2 separate regions of the Hordeum vulgare genome follow, and region 2 is linked to region 1. A link is a contact called in public Hi-C data. All regions are on one chromosome and are shown on one strand. Each heading gives the region's core, a stretch centred on a gene start, on an enhancer-like site or on the middle of the called end of the contact. The rest is flanking DNA. Distances are from core to core; before and after follow the strand shown. Region 1 holds the start of LOC123444102 (two pore calcium channel protein 1). Region 2 holds the start of LOC123444106.

Region 1 (3,667 bases), core at 804-3,303:
ATAAAAGTGGAAAGTGCAATTCTCAAAGCAACTTGAGGGCTTGACTTACTAATCTACTATTGACCTGCTTTAAGATTTCTGTAACTAAGGTTTGGGCGGAGCATAGAAGCACTGCCCTTATGAATAAAGCCGTACCTCATAAATGAGTGATTCAGTTTTGCTGAAGTATGGCAACTGGCCGAGAAAGTACATATCCCTTTGATCACAAGCATGTAGAGCATCTTTCCGACACCATAGAGGCTTCTGAAATGCAAACGAAAGAACTCACATCAATACCATATGGAAATCATGAGCCTGTGCCTAATTTGTTCTTTATTTTGACCATGGAAAGTTTCCGCACTTAAGATGCCTGGTCACTGTTAGAATAATACAATGTCAATCATGACCTAAAGAACCTATACATAATAATATGCAGAATCCACTTTCTGAGAACTAATCTCATGATTGTAATAAGATAAAATAACTAACCTCGAGAAAATTCAAAAGTATCAAAGCAAATATGTTAAGTGACCACAGCCAGTCCAACCGGAGATACACAAAATAGAAACTCATTGCCCTCCCGAACCTCGTATCATTCAAGACATCCTCAGGGATACCTACACCATCTTCTGCCTGCCAAAATAATCGTAATAGCTAATTAGACTTTTGAGTAAGTCAAACAATGCAAAGAAATTAACAGATGAACAATTCGTTTAACATCACCATAGAAGCTCCAACAAATATTCTTCCCGAAAGAAAGGTTATGTAAATATAGTCACATAGTTTTATTTCTGTGCTCTTTGGTGAGCCTGGTCTGGTGGTGGTTGTTGTGGGGTGCCTGGTAGTGGTACTGATTCATGGTAGTGTAATACTTTTGGTCTTTGTTGCGTAGTTTAGGATGATATCAGGTTTTCGCCCCGCAGTTCATGTTCCTGACGACAGGCGTGAACGGTGGGTTTCCTGATATTGTCCCGAACTCGCTTTTTTCCCTTTCCCTCTCTTTCTGGTCCTGGTCTCAAAACATTGTATTTCCGTTATGAAAGTAATGGAAAGGGAGAAAGCCCGGTTCGAAAACATAGTCACATAGTCTGATAAGTGCAGCCTAGCTAAGATTCAGTTACCCTGATTTCCTTGCAAGAGAAAATGGGACTTACTGTACTAAGGCCCTTATTTCATTGTATAAGTTCGAATACAATGTCAAATACCATAATGTAAAATACTAGATCAATCCGTAACATTTTTTGGCACTTCATCAGATAGACAATAAGCATCTAACACTCACGAACCAGCCGAGACCCAAACCCAAAAAAAATAAAATCAAGCAGCACCTCTGCTTCCTAACCATCTCCGCACGACAGCCGCGGCCACGTAGACCTCGGCACCAAATCAGCATGCTAAGCTAGGGCCGACAATCCATCAAACACCATTCCTACGCCACCTTACTCACAGTCGCCAGCCACAACAACCAACACCACAAGCCCCTCGAGGCTCGAGCATCTGAATTCCCAGTTACAGTCTACAGCAAACAGCGTAGCTGCTCGCTCAGCGAAACAGAGCAAGTGGAGCAGAGGACCAGCGAGCGAGAGAGAGGCAACGAGAGAGGTGGAGTGGGAACCGACGAGGTCGACGAGAGCGGCCGCCTTCTGGTAACGGTCGCCATGTGCTAGCGCGTCCGACCGCCTGCGGTACTTCCTGGAGCCCTGCCCGCCGCCCCCGTCGCTGAGGCGGCGACTGCCAGAGGACGCCAGGCCGCGCTCCGCCGCCTCCTCGGTGATGAGAGGCGCCTGCGCTTCGCTCATCCCGCTAGACTGAGATGCAAGCGGAGATCTGAAGCTACGAGAGGAACTGGAACTGGAACCTCGAAGTGGATTAGTTTAAGCAGGTGTTGTGTGGAAATGGGGGGAGTGCGATTAGAAGTAACCGGAACGGATCGTGTTCACCACGTCGCGGCTATCTCCACTGGCTGCCGCATATGGAGCACAGGTCGCCCGTAATCCCGTTGGGATCAGCGCGTGGACCAACAGCAAGGCAGGGAGACGGGGCACCAGCGAGGGTAGCTCATTGCTGGACGCCGCTGTTTGGTGTTTGCCTTTGACAGTGGACGGCCGTACAGGTCGTATGCGCGGGGGTAGCTTTCGGCACAGCTAGGGGTCGGATGGTGATGTCTGCGGGACATTATCGTCGAGAAGAATTTTGCATGCCCGTTCTCCTGCTGACGTGGCTGCTATAGGTGAGTCATGTGTATTTTGACTATATGCATCAAACCATGTGTGAATGAGGTATCTTGATGTCAAGACTCACTCTTGCAAACAATATGTATACTGCGCAACTGAATTTTCGCAGATGGGAAATACTTGGCTGAGTGCCACGTACTAGTTGTAGTGGGGAGGTTGTATGATATGCAGTTGGTCTGATTTGTATTAGATCTGCTGCGTGTAATACCGCATGCGCCCAACAAGATGCTGGTAAATTACAATTCTGTAATAGTGGTCGAGCAACTAATTTTACTCTTTTGATGAGAGACTCACCCAAACCATTTTGAGTATGGACATAAGGCACAGAGTGTTCTAAATGAATGCTCATAGCCATGCAATAGTCATTGAATGCACGTGAAGAAAATTTAGCGGCATTGTCCATTCGAATTGTTTTTATCCTATTTTCAGGATAATTTGCTCTTAATTTAATAATTTGAGCAATTAGCTTGGTAAAAGCATGATTTCGTGTGGACAATAGACATACATGTGACCATCTGGTAGATGCATCTATGAGCACCATGAAATATCTAAAAGGTCCTGATAGTGGTTGAATTGGACCACATATATCTCCTTGAATGAGGTATCTTCATGTCAAGACTCACTCTTACAAACAATATGTATAAGAAATAAAAGATAATCTTAATTAAGGATATGATGGATATACTTATCTTGAAGTCCTCAAGCATTTCTACTAGGGAAACATACATGAGAAAACAAGGTTAAATTATTGGAGAACGTTACATGAAAAACAAAAGAATTCTACGCTCATCAAGATCAATCTATGAAGATCAACATTTACAACACGGGAGTGCATCTACATATCCTTGTAGATCGCTAAGCGAAAGCATTGAGAAACGCGATTGATGTAGTCGAACGTCTTCGCGATCCAATCATAATTTGTGCCGCGATCCAATCACGAATGTCTCGATCAAGTGCCAAACGGACGGCACTCTAACATCCCATAATCGAAGCTCTAGAAGATTTCTTTTTTATTCCATTATCGCCGTGTGATTTATTTGGTTGTCATATTCATCATCGCATCATCTGCATAGCATCGGCACTTCGTTGTCGTCATTTTTTCAAAAAACTTGCATCTGTTAATAGTTGCTGGTTCGCTTCGTTTTTATCGTTTACCGTTTGGGGACCAACCACACACGCATGCGCTCGCGACACCATTAATATTTTCTTTTAAAAAGTGTTTATAAAACTTTCTCGGATTGGATTGAAAGTTGTCGTGCGATCTTATTTAATGTAGTGAGGCCGCTTGCCAAATTTCATCGTAATCGGAGTCCGTTTAATACCCGAACAGTTAAATGTATAGCGACACTATAGTCGGTCAAACGTCTGATGTTTCCGGTGTTTAAAAAACTTGTGTCGGGCTGCAAACCTCTCTCTCTCTCTCTTCTCAGCCCAAACCCTCCTACATAGCCCAC
Region 2 (3,667 bases), core at 339-2,838, 510 kb after region 1:
TAGATAATCTGTAAACTTTAATAATAAGCCTAGGTTTCCTTCCCAAACAAGTACCAAGAGTAGAGATTTTGTCCAATCAATAGTTTATTCTGTACTCCCTCTGTCAACTAATATAAGAGGGAGTAATATATATGTCCAAAATCATTGCCCAATTAGTGCACAATACCTCAGGTCTTACAACAAGTTAGCACAACCCCACCAATTATCTTATACAGCAAAGATTGGTGACCAATTCAATACAAAAGCCACGTATCTTGGCACTTGGTATGGATCCACCATTACTCACATATATCATACTCTACCGACTAGAAGATAGATAACTGAAATTGTTGACGCCCAAGCCAAGTCTTCCAAAGCTGCAAGCTGGTGCTGCCCTCACTGTAGCTTGGCCTATGAACATAATCTCTTGCTGTCTTATCAGTGCATACTATGTTATCTCAGCATGCCCATTTTACCAAAGCTCATAAGTTCATTACAAATGGCCGTTGCTAGGTAAAAATCCACCATCCCAGACTTTTCAGAATGCATAGTAAGGCATTTTTGTGCTGCCTTTTGCCATTTTTAACACACGATTCTACTGTTGTGCACTGAGGAACAAAATGATCTAGAAGCTCGTCTAAGAGCTACCACTACAGATAGGGCTCTAGCAAGCTCAGTAAGAAATTCCTTCCTCTAACTAAGGAGCTTCTACGAAGGGAACATAATCCTTATCAAGGTAGCACTCGGAATAAGCGGTAGTAATATCAAAATATGTGAACTACGTGCACAGAACACAGATCAAACACCTTATGTGCAGAAATGTTGACCCGTGCAACTTCCGGTCATCGAATCAAGCAACGTTCGAGGATGACAACTAGAGCACATACACGGAAACCAAGGAAAGAAATGTTGATTCGTGATCAAACAACCTAGATCGCAAACAGCAAATGACGCATTGCTGCAACGAAAGCAGATGAACAGAAATGCAAGAAGGGGACCTGGAACGTGAGTGAGAAGCGGTTCTTGAAGCCGCGTCGGGGGAGACGGCGGCGCAGCGGGGTCTGGCCACCCTCGAAGCCGAACCGAGCGGTGCCGCGCGCCTTCTGGCCCTTGTGCCCGCGCCCCGCCGTCTTGCCCTTCCCGGAGCCGATCCCGCGGCCCTTGCGCGTCTTCTGCTGCGTCGCGCCGGGGTTGTCGCGGAGGTCGTTGAGCCTCAGCAGGCTTCCCGCCGTCCTCAGTGGCCGCGACGCCTTTGGTGGCCGCGCCGCCGCTGACTGGGTGGCGTAGAAGTACGACGGCTGGCCAGGGGCGGGGAGGAGACGGGCGGGTGGGGCCGGGTGCGGTTGCGGGAGGCGGCGGGGGAGCACGGCGGCGGCGGGGATGGTGCGGAGGAGCTGGGAGGCGCGGCGCAACATGGCGGCTGTGGTACGCTGGCGGCTTCCTCCACCGGTCTGGGTGCGCCGGGGGTTTAGGGTTCTTTCCGTCTTTCCTTGGGACGGTGCTGAGTGCTGACTGCTGGCTAGCATCGTAGCCGTTGGATCCAGAATCAAAGGGTTAGAATGGACGGTTCCGCTTCCGCGGCATAACACGTGAGCCGCTGGCCGAAAAGTGGACGCTCAGGATCGCGTGCAGTGCAGTACAGTCTCGTCTCGCGCAGCGCCGAGCCGAGCCGAGGCCACCGCCGCAACACGCATCCCAAAAATCCCGAGCCTCCTCGCCGCCGGCGGCCATGGTGTCGCAGCACGGCATCCTCCTCGCCACGGGCCTCATATCCGACCACTTCGGCCCCCTCGTAGCAGTAAGTTCCCCGTCCACCTCCTACCCTCCCGTCGTTCCCTGGTACTGACATTGTGTCAGCGTGCTCGTGCGTGTGAAGCCCTAACCCCCGCCGCCCGATCCCTTCCCGCAGAAGGTGTGCGACTGCCTCCTCCGCCAGGGGGCGCTGCAGCTGCAGGAGATTGTGCGCCGTCTCAACCTCCCGCCCGGGCAGGTGAAGAACTCTCTCCTCGTCCTCATCCAGCACAACTGCGTTCAGGCCTTCTCGTCGCCCAGCCCCAGAGGCAAGCCCATACGCAAATCCCTTGACTATATGATTTGATGATTCGATTCGATGCCCTGCTAGTCGGTGACTCCATTAATTTTTCTGTGATTGTAGGCGATAGGACCATGACGCTCTACTTGACCATCTTCAACAATGTCCTGCACCGGCTGCGCTTCTCAAAGTTTATCTCTGTTATCCGTGCGGACATTCCAGAGGTCCGTACTTGGATGCGCACTTGATTTTGTTCACGCTTGCTTGTTAAAATCTGGGATTGATCAGAACAGCATCCATAATTCTCTGAATGCTGAAATCAGTGTGGAGCAGATGGTACTGTAGATTTTGTGCACCTACGAATTGTGCCTTGTGATCCTCGTTTCCAGATCCATATCAACATTGATCAATGGTCTAGAGGCGATGACATGGGGTAACTAAGATATCTGGGAGTATTACACTAAGGATTATTAACATGCCCTAAAACAATCACAATGCATCTTGATCTTGATTACTGATCTAGACTTGATGAGTGGGGCACTTGCAAATTTAGGTCGGGGTCCTGAGGCTGTGTTTTACTCTTTCATGATATTTAGGTACTGCAATCACTGTTGGCAAATAGAAGCTAGCTAATCCATTCTATCTGGAGTTTGCTGTTCAGTGTAATCAAATTATTGTAGTGCTGTACGTCTGAGCATGTTCTTCTTACTCCCTTCAAGATCATAAGGCATCATCTTTTTGTCGACAAACATTTTCTTCTATATGTGGTGCAGGACGAACTGTTTCATATTCTTACTATTCCAGCTTGATCATTCCAATTGTTTTAAACTAATGCTGTATTCACATCCTCGATTCATCCTCTGGGTTGATCTCTAAGTATGTTAGGCTGTGGTGCATGGCACGATGTATGACCCTATTTCCAATGTTCCTCACACTTATTAGGGGTGTCAAGGGTCCGTATTATCCATATTATTGGACTACTGTATTTGATAAAATACAAATATGGCTAAGATTTTCCTGAATTATTAACGTTCTGTATTTTCTCACATATTCATATTTGTACCCTGCCCTGAGGATTGAGAACTTGTGCACTCTGAAATCCCCCCAATCCATAATACTAGAGCATGTCAGAATCTGAACAAGCATTCACTTTTGCAGAAAGATGATCATATCTGCATTGCATAAAATAAGTTGCCTTATACTCCCTCCGTTCCTAAATATATGATGTTTTGGTAGTTCAAATTAAACTACGAAAACGTCATATATTCAGGAACGGAGGGAGTATCACACGGGATGTGTAACTATTTTTTTGTACAGTGTACATATGATGATACAAACATAATTGTTTGCACAACCTTTTTCTTCTATATATACTGTAACATGTTTTAATACAACAGTTTTTGGTATTTTTTAATGCACGTGTACTAAGGGGTGCATATGGATATGTGTTTATATTTAACTCTCCTGGATACAGTTTTGGTATAGACTTGTGCCATTTTAATTGCAATTTATTATTTAAACTATTTGTATTTTTACTTAATATATCAATATACATATTTAATTGGACTAAAGTGTTATAAAAGTCATTAGGTTCTTGGTTTGATGCTTGTGATGTTGTGGCCGTTCCCTATTCTCCATCCATGGTAACAGAGGTGG

Evidence for each region. Hi-C and Micro-C count contacts between places; a contact is called where the count stands out from the background.
Region 2: a contact with region 1 is called in a Hi-C map of seedling, with 4 times the contacts expected there. The contact joins the promoter of LOC123444106 here to the promoter of LOC123444102 in region 1. A contact is called at or near these places in 2 of 6 Hi-C or Micro-C datasets (leaf and seedling) and 1 of 1 datasets of contacts at active chromatin or transcription factors (embryo).

What each region holds. Positions count from the first base shown.
Region 1 is chr3H:430,203,817-430,207,483 of MorexV3_pseudomolecules_assembly, forward strand. LOC123444102 (two pore calcium channel protein 1) reads right to left here and starts at 2,054. Exons shown (of 24, transcript XM_045120716.1): 1 at 1,599-2,054; 2 at 469-612; 3 at 136-243. The coding sequence starts at 1,778.
Region 2 is chr3H:430,715,519-430,719,185 of MorexV3_pseudomolecules_assembly, forward strand. LOC123444106 reads left to right here and starts at 1,589. Exons shown (of 14, transcript XM_045120721.1): 1 at 1,589-1,777; 2 at 1,889-2,039; 3 at 2,135-2,235. The coding sequence starts at 1,709. It overlaps LOC123444105 (50S ribosomal protein L15), which reads right to left and starts at 1,503. Exons shown (of 4, transcript XM_045120718.1): 1 at 978-1,503. The coding sequence starts at 1,394.